Regions from separate parts of the Mus musculus genome. Here region 1 is linked to region 2. The links are chromatin contacts, called in public HiChIP or PLAC-seq maps. All regions are on one chromosome and are shown on one strand. The core of a region is the stretch at or near the end of the contact, and the rest is flanking DNA. Distances in the headings are between cores, read along the strand shown.

The links. HiChIP or PLAC-seq counts read pairs in DNA pulled down with a chosen protein or histone mark.
Region 1: an H3K4me3 HiChIP or PLAC-seq map of bone marrow-derived macrophages shows a contact between it and region 2, with 3 times the contacts expected there. The contact joins the promoter of Abcg4 here to the enhancer-like site in region 2. A contact is called at or near these places in 8 of 39 promoter capture datasets (3T3-L1-derived adipocytes, the C10 cell line, the HPC-7 cell line and 3 more), 9 of 484 Hi-C or Micro-C datasets (B cells, bone marrow-derived macrophages, double positive thymocytes and 6 more), 2 of 115 datasets of contacts at active chromatin or transcription factors (bone marrow-derived macrophages and large pre-B cells) and 3 of 9 other capture datasets (adipose tissue, liver and pancreatic islet).

Annotation. Positions count from the first base shown.
Region 1 is chr9:44,286,791-44,291,173 of GRCm38.p6, forward strand. Abcg4 (ATP binding cassette subfamily G member 4) reads right to left here and starts at 1,454. Exons shown (of 15, transcript NM_138955.3): 1 at 1,224-1,454; 2 at 426-675. The coding sequence starts at 663.
Region 2 is chr9:44,180,519-44,184,689 of GRCm38.p6, forward strand. The region is part of intron 2 of Cbl (Casitas B-lineage lymphoma); the gene reads right to left. Among named protein-coding and RNA genes, the nearest start is that of Mcam, 48 kb to the left of the region's middle. Within about 2 kb of position 1,958, at least 28 of the 459 cell types and tissues checked have an H3K27ac peak or open chromatin away from gene starts, as enhancers often do. A contact at or near this core is called in B cells, bone marrow-derived macrophages and double positive thymocytes, where this site is marked.

The DNA.
Region 1 (4,383 bases), core at 204-2,703, 110 kb after region 2:
CAGCCTCCACAGATAGAGTGGTCCCCTTCCCCAAACCGACCTTCACAGGCAGGGAGAGAGAGAGAGAGAGAGAGAGAGAGAGAGAGAGAGAGAGAGAGAGAGAGAGAGAGAGGACTGAGAGAGAGAGAGGACTGAGAGAGAGAGAAGACTGAGAAAGAGAAGACTAAGAGAGAGAAGAGACTGAGAGAGAGAAGACTGAGAGAGACTGAGAGATTGAGAGGTCATAGGGTCTATTTAGAAGAAAAAGCTTCAATAGCTGTTTGAACTCCCATAGTGCTGGCAGATGTGGGGAGCAGGGATCTTGTACCTCAACTGCAGTTGTGCAGTGAGGGTTAGGGCCCACAAAGCTCGCAGAGTAGGGTATCCCCAGGACTTATGCTCCTGGAAAGGCAACTCAGGGAGAGTCCCATGGGGCTGCCACCTACCCCGTTTGCGCCAGCAGGGCCCCTCCCGCACGGAATAGGACAGTTCCACGAACTCGATGTCCACAGCAGAGCGCTTGGGCAGGTGAGAGAAGCGCTGTGCTTCTGTGATATGGTTCTCCACCTTCTTTAGGTGCGTGGTCAGCACAGGGGGCTCTGCCCCGTCCTCCAGTGTCACAGCCATGGCCACAGCCCCAGGGCCCAGTCCACAGCCCACGGCCTCCAATGCCTTCTCCGCCATCACGCAGCCGGCCTGCAGGAGAGGGCCTGCTTAGCTCCGGGCAGACCCTCCAGCCCTTGCTCAAGGCGCCATAGCTTTCCGATGCTGCCCCGCCTCCACTCCTCCCACCCCAGCCTCCTTCTCCGGGCAGATCCCCCAACTGTCCGCACCCCTTTTCCCGCCGGGTCTTATGCACTCGGGCAGCACACACCCGGTGGTGCAGTGACACTCAGTTGCGACCTCGCCTCGTTCCTTGGCAGTCTCAGCCTGGCCTTGCTCGCCTGGCCCATCGAAGCTGTGCCCGCTCCTCCCTCCCCGCCGCGGCCTTAATCTCCTTACCCCACAGACAAGCAGTCCCTGGGGGCCGGGCGAGGGTAACCACCCGCTCGGAGGTCGGGGAAGCTAGGAGGCACAGGGTGGGCCGGGGGAGGCTCTGGCCTCGGCTCCGAGCCCCTCTCTGCACGGACTGGCACCGCTCCTCGGCCGGCCTCCCCATCCCGCTCCTCCGGACTGTTCCCCCAAACAGCGACAGACCCCAGACCCTCCAAGCCGACCCTCTTGTCCCCTGCTCGCCTGGTCACCTTGACGCGTCTCCGGCCGCTGCGACGCAAGGATGCTCAGCAGAGATGCTCAACCGGGATGTTCGACCCGGATGCTCAGCGTTGCGGCGCGGGAGGTGGACACTCCGGCTCTCTTCACCTGCCTCTGGCTGCGGCACCCGCGCCCCGGCTCCCTGTCCCGGTGGCCCGGGCCGGGGCGGGGCTAGGCCAGGGCGGGCAGTAGAGGAAGGCAGGGCTCGGGTCAGAAAGGATGACACAGTTGCGGAGAGATGGTTGAGGTCCCGCCGCGATCCCACTTGGATGAACCCGCCGGGTTCTCGTAGTCTGGTCCCCAGCGCCTGTCCTCTGGACCTAGTCGGGCGGCAGTGTTCTCTTCCAAGCTTCTGCTCGCTGGTCCTGCTGCTCTTAAAGGGCCCGTACTGCCCCTCACTCCGCGAGTAGCAAGGATGGAGGTGGTGAAAGCTATGCCTGCAGAGTTGGGGCCCGAATGGGGCCCTTTTTTGGACCTAGGACTGAGGTCAACCCGGAGGTCACCAAGGGAGGGAGACTTGATGTTACTCAGAGAGGCAGGTCCTTGAGCGGTAGGTGCCCAGGGGGGTTGGGAAGCTGTCGGTCTATCTGCATACACAAACCCCTCATTGCTTATCTCTTGCAGTTCAGCTTTGGAGCGCAGCCCCACCCAACCCTAAAGTACAAAGGACTTGAATGTATAATTCTTGAGACTTTGAGACAGCCTCTCACGCCTCTTCACATCCCCCCTCTCTAAGGGCTCAAGAGGACACTAGTTATGAAGAGACAGGGGATAGTAGTTATGACAAAGCCTGCAGGCAGCTCCAAGGTTAACCTTGACCCAGTCACAGCCTGCTTTGGCCATCAAAGTCTTTATTCTATTCGACCAGCCAGATTCAGGTCTCCAAGCCAGTATAGGCTGATCTAAGAGGCTGCAGTCCATACATACACAAAGCTCTTCAGATTCTGTCTTGGACGGCTTTTCATAGACATGGACATTCTCTCTCACCTACAAGCGTGGCTGGGTCCTCAGAGCGCTTACACCGCCCCCGCCCCCGCACCCCGCCTACTTGCTTTGGCCCTTTCTCAATTACTCTTGGCTCCTGCCTGCCCTATCCTCTATTTCTTTAAGGGGTCAGTAAGTCACGTGACCTGAGCTTTTTAGTTCCCGCCTGTCACATGCAGAGACAGATAGGAGGTAGGTAGGCTTAGGTTCTGGGTACTGCTTCCACTGCTACTGCAGCGGAAGATGCTAATAATCCAACACCAGCCCCCAACCCTCGCCCAAACCTCTCTGCAGCCCAGGAAACTAGCGACCCTGCAGGACATGTCCACACCCACCCTGAGACTATGAGGTTCATGGGGGTTTGGGATCCAATCTTTCCCAATTTCCCTTCATCCCTGTCTCACCTATGGTCATTCCTCAGGACCAATCTTCGAATTTTCCAGATGGACCCTCTATTCTTCAAGTTAATCTCCAATACCTCATGATAGACAATACCCCAATGATTGCTTTGTATGTAAGCGCGCGCGCGTGCGTTAGGGTCTCACTAACTCAGGCTGTTGCTGAGGCTGGCTTTGACTGCCCAGTCTTCCCCCTCTCTTGGGTGCAGTGACTATAAACATGTCACCAGGCCTGTCTAACATAAGTACTTACTGAAAAACTACTATAAACTGTACACTCTTCTCAGATAATCTTAGTACTCCATGAAGCAGGGTTTTTGCTTTATTTTGTTGAGACAGTATCTTACTATGTAGTTTTGGCTGGCCTGGAATTTGGTAAGTAGACCAGGATGGCCTCACACTTCTAGAGATCTGCCTATGACGCAGGGTTTTTTTTAACTTTCCTTTGGAGAAAAGAAACTGAGAAATAAGAAGATTAAGCATTATGCCAAAGGGTCAGGCATAGCAAATCCAAAGGATAGGTTCGAAACCCAAAGTCTCTGGTTTTACCCATTTTGCTAACCTGTCATCTCAGAACCCTATTTACAAATGGACTTCAGGATCCCACATATCCCAAACTTAATGAAGACATAACATTTGGCATATTTAAATTTTATTTCTCCGTTTTGAGTTTCAAGGATCAGATCAGATATGCAGGCTACCAGGCTTGCACAGCTCAACAGCCCAGTATTCCGATGTGTACTCATCTTACCAGATGTCTTAGTCACTCTTCCATTGCTGTGAACAGACACCATGACCAAGGCAACTCTTATAAAAGAAAGCATTTAATTAGGGACTTCCTTACAGTTTCAGAGGCTTAGTCCATTATCATCACAGCAGAGGGCACGGGTGTTGGGAGGGGGGAAGGAAGCAGGCAGGTGTGGTGCTGGAGAAGTGCTGAGAGATACATCCTGATCCACAACCAGAGAGAGAGAGCGAGAGAGCGAGAGAGCGAGAGAGCAAGAGAGAGAGAGATCTCCACCATCACATCACTCTGGGTCTCCTATGAGCTTTTTGAAACCTCCAAGACCATCCCCAGTGACATTCCTCTTTCAACAAGGCCACACCTCCTAATCCTTCTTAAACAGTGCCACTTCCTGGTGACTAAGCATTCAAATATATGAGGGGGGCATAATTCTTATTGAAACCCTCACACTTGAGTAATAGTATATATTATCTTCTCACATATTTATCACTTCTTTCTGTTGGATATATCCAACCTACTAGCTTTTTTGAAGTATCCAATCACTGGCACCCACAGTTAGCCCACCGTTATAACACATCAGAAATGGTTTTCCCAGGGCTGAGGGTACAACTCAGTGGTTCAACCCTCAGCACCGCACACGAAAGCTTTTACTATTGCACACTGTGCCTGCTGACCTCTCCCCACCCCCACCACCTCAACCCCACGGAGTCTTCTCTTGAGCAGGTTCCTCATCTCTTCGCCTCATCAGGAACATGGAGATGGCAAACGCACAGCATAACTGGTCGGGCATGGAGGCACATGTCATAGTCCTGGCACTGAATGAGGAGGACCTTGAGGTCAAGGGTAGCCTTGTGATTCTCAGAGACCATGCAGCCCTGGGGGTAGGGGTGCCAGCACGGGGAGGGGGAAATGCTGCCCATGATTCAGGATCATTTTCTTTCTCCAGAACGATACCCCACTTCTTGGCAAAGGAGAAGCCACACTTATCCTAGATAGACCTTGTACCTTACCAACAGTGGTTGT
Region 2 (4,171 bases), core at 708-3,207:
AGACAATCAGGAACTGCTGTTTAGAAGAAATGCTTTCTTGGGACCAATGGGGGCGTGGGTAAAGGGTGCTAAAGGAGCTTGTAGCAGTGTTCAGGGAGCTTGGAGGACACTCACCCCAAAAGAGATCTCACATGGTGCTCAAAGTACCTCCTGCCAGCTGCTTAAGCTTGCTCATAAGTACAAGCCAGAGACAAAATAGGAGAAGAAGCAAAGGCTACTGTGCCTGTGGTAAGAAGAAAGCTGCTGGCAAGGGGGACACCCCAACTAAGAGACTGAGCAGGGGTCAATATAGTCACCACTTTGGTGGGGAAGAAGAATGCTCAGCTGATAGTAACTCCCCACAACACAGAGCCCATTGAGCTGGCGGTTTTCCTGCCTGCCCTGTGTTGAAAGGTGGGGGTCTCTTACTGAATCATCAAGGGAAAGGCCAGGCTGGGTGACTGGACCACAGGAAGATGTGCACTACTGTTGCCCTCATACAGGTTAACTTGGAAGACAATAGTAAAAGCTATTAGGTCTAATTACAACGACAGATGATGAGATCCGCCGCTACTAAGGAGGCAATATCCTGGGTCCTAAGTCTGTGGCTCCCATTGCCAAGCTGGAAAGGGCAAAGGCTAAAAAACTCATCACTAAACTGGGTTAAATATACACTGCTAAGTTTTCTGTATGTAAATATAATTACAAAATTATCTTTAAAAGCAACAAACAAACAAAAAAACAAGAAAAAAGCCTGTGATATTGGAGCCAGAAAAATGACTCTGCAGATGAAGGCACTTGACACCAAACATAATGCTCTGTGCCACACAGTGGAAACACCTCCAAAAGTTGTCCTCTAATCCTTCCACAACAGTTGTCACAAGCATTGCCCCACAACACAAAATAAATAAGTGTAAAAATTTTAAGCTCTTATAATTAGAAGCTTTCCTTAATAAAATATGGGAAGTCTTGAGTATTATAAACATAAATTTAGATATAAAGCTACCTTAACAATAAGGGTAATGGACTTTAAAAGTGAAGTGACCAGTGCCTGGAAGTCCTTCATGCACGGGTACTGTCACAAGTGGTGACTGTAGTTCTTTCGCTGTCAAATTCCAAAACCTTTACATGCAACACTAGTGTCATCCAAGAAGAACATACCGAGAAAACAATCATAACTCAGTAACAACATCCTCTGCTCAGCACACTAACCAACTAAAAATACACACCATGAAACGTCTCTCAACAGGAAGTCAGACGAAATGCTAACTCTTATCTACTGAAGTTGTTCTTTTAAAAGAGAGAGCTTGGAGTCATGGCACACATCTGTTATACCCCAGCACTTGTTAAAATAGGAAGATGTCTACTTCAAAAGCAGCAAGTATGAGCTGTATAGCAAAACCATACCCAAACCCATCCATACACACAGAGAAATACATATGAATATAAAATATGAAAGGGATTTTCAATCAATATATCTAAACATATCAATGACCCCCCCCCATAAGTATATATCATATCAGTTGGGCGTGGTGGTGCACTCCTTTAATCTCAGCACTGAGAGGCAGAGGCAGATGGATCTTTTTGAGTTCCAGGCCAGCCTGGTCAACAGAGTGAGTACTAGGACAGCCAGGGCTACACTGAGAAACCCTGTCTTGAAAAGCAAAACAAAAAAGATATATATAATACCATACTCATGGTCCAATTTATGTGATACCCCCACTGTAAGGTAACAGTAGTAAGGAACCAAGGAGAGAAGGCAGCAGCAGCCTATACGAATCTCCAACAGCCGCTTCACACTTTGTACTCCCACTGAATCAACTGTGTGTATGTATGCACCAGGCAAGTCCTCTACAACTGAGCTAAGGTGCCAGCAGAATTGGTTACTTTTACTTTATGTATATAAATGTTTTGCCTGTATGCATGTGTGTGTGCCATGTACATGCAGTGCCAGAGTAAGCCAGGAGGAGGAGCAGGATCCCTTGGAACTGAAGTAACAGATAGCTGGTAGTCTACATGAGGATTATGGGAACTGAATTTAGTTCCTACCCAAGAGCAGCAAGTGTTCTTAACCACTAAGACATCTCTCCAGTTCCCAAATGAATCTTAAAATACAGATCCTTTATTCCTGTCACGTGTAACTCTGGCCATGAACCAACAAAAAATACCATCATAACCTAATTCACCTTTCTGAACAATACTCAGTGCTCTCCCAAAATACTCTCTACTTTCTAAGCCCCATGCCTTTCATGGTGGCAGTACATCAATAGTACATGTATCTCTTCATAGTCAGCTTTTTCCCTTTTAATGCTAGAGATCTAACTAACCTAGAAGCTTGTACATGAAAAATAATTGCTCTATTACTGAGCCATGCCCTAGTCCTTCCATGAGCTTGTTAGTAAGTGTCAGAACTGATCTATGTGATTCAAGAGCTGGAGAGCTCTACTATGATACATATTTTTCCTTCCAATGACTATCATTATGGAATGTTGCCTGTTCTTCAATGTTCTCAGATCCTACCTCCTCGGGTAGGGGAGAGAAAAGTCACTCATCCAAATTTAATATCTATTCTTCCCTTCTGAACAAACTGTATCATCTTGTTTAGATGTTTCATGGCTCTATCATACCTGCTGTGTGAGAACTGTCTTCCTTCCACCATTTGGAAGACAATTCTTCAGGGGCAGAAACAAAGTGTGTGGCACTTTCTCTGTATCTACATCGTACTTTATCTCTAAATTAGGTTACCCATCTGTAAATGACTTGTTAAAACACTCAACAGTACGGCACAGGCTTTTGGGCAAGTACCCCCAATGAACCAACCAACCCAAGAAATCAGCACCCAACCCTGGACACCATAAGCCACTGTTCTTTTTTTTAATCTGCTGTGGTAGTTTCTTGATCTTTAACTGTTTTTTCATGACAGCTGTTCTCCAGAGCACTAGTCAGTTTTTTTGTACAATGCCTTCAACACATCTGACTCACGTGTTTCTTTTTACAACTAGGATTATGAGTTCATGAAAAAAAGCAGGAATGGGTGCCCTTGACACATGTCACAGTATCTTGCTGGTATCACTCCAATCACTTAATTATAGTAATTTTGACCATGCCTCTTCACTGTGTAGCTATTTTTTCCTAATTCCTTTGCAACAAATTCACTTAAATTTTAAAACAATATTACAATTTGAATTAAAGCATAGGCTAGATTACATAGTATACACCTGTAATCCCAGAATTCAAGAAGCTAGGAGGGGAAATCATGGGCTGCATAGAACGACCCTATCTCAAAAATCAAAGCCACCATTGACACACATTTTGGAGGTTAGTACCTTTGTTTTTTTCAGTGTAGCTAGAAAACATAAAATAACTCAAGAATCATGAACTATGTGTCTCTTAGAGATCAGGACTTGTCTGCAGCTGAAAGCCTATTAGCCCATAGTATCAGTTACCGCTTCTCTGTACCAGCTTCTACTTTTTGTTTTTGGTTTCTTTGTTTTTTAAGACAGGGTTTCTCTGGGTAGCCCTGCTGTCCTGGAACTTAGGATGGCCTTAAACTCGGAGATCCAACCTGCCTCTGCCTCCCACGTGCTGGGATTAAAGCCGTGCACTTTCACTGCCTCCACCTTAAGACTAATTCTATAAACCTCCAGAATCTCCTTTCACAAGGACAAATAAGGAAGCATCTTTTATGGCTACGAATGGCATGCACTTAAACATAAAATAAAAATACAGAGACAAAACCAATCACACTCAATGGGAGACAGTTCTAATAGAATCTAATCAAATATGTAAAAAGTCTATCCAGTTATGATTAATTATTTAACTCCTGAGTACATAGCACATTAAGCATCCATTTCTATTTAAACACATGAGTTCCCTGAACAAGCACACTACTGCTACCAAGTTTTTCTGTCCCCAAAGATTGGGAAAGAATGTGGAATTTTTAGATCATTCTAAAAATCTAGGGGAATGAATCAAAGCCAGAGAATTTTCATCATCAAGGCCATCTCATCAATTTAGAGTAACGGACCACACATACACTTTATAATTTTTTATGTAACTTAGGAAGTTTTCTAGACTTGAAAGAATGGATGGGATTTCTACAGACAAAGGAGTTCACGTAAAGCAAAAGGTTCATTTGAGCAGCCTGGGGAGGGGCTGGGCAGTGGCATGCAGCAAAAGGTCAGACCTCATG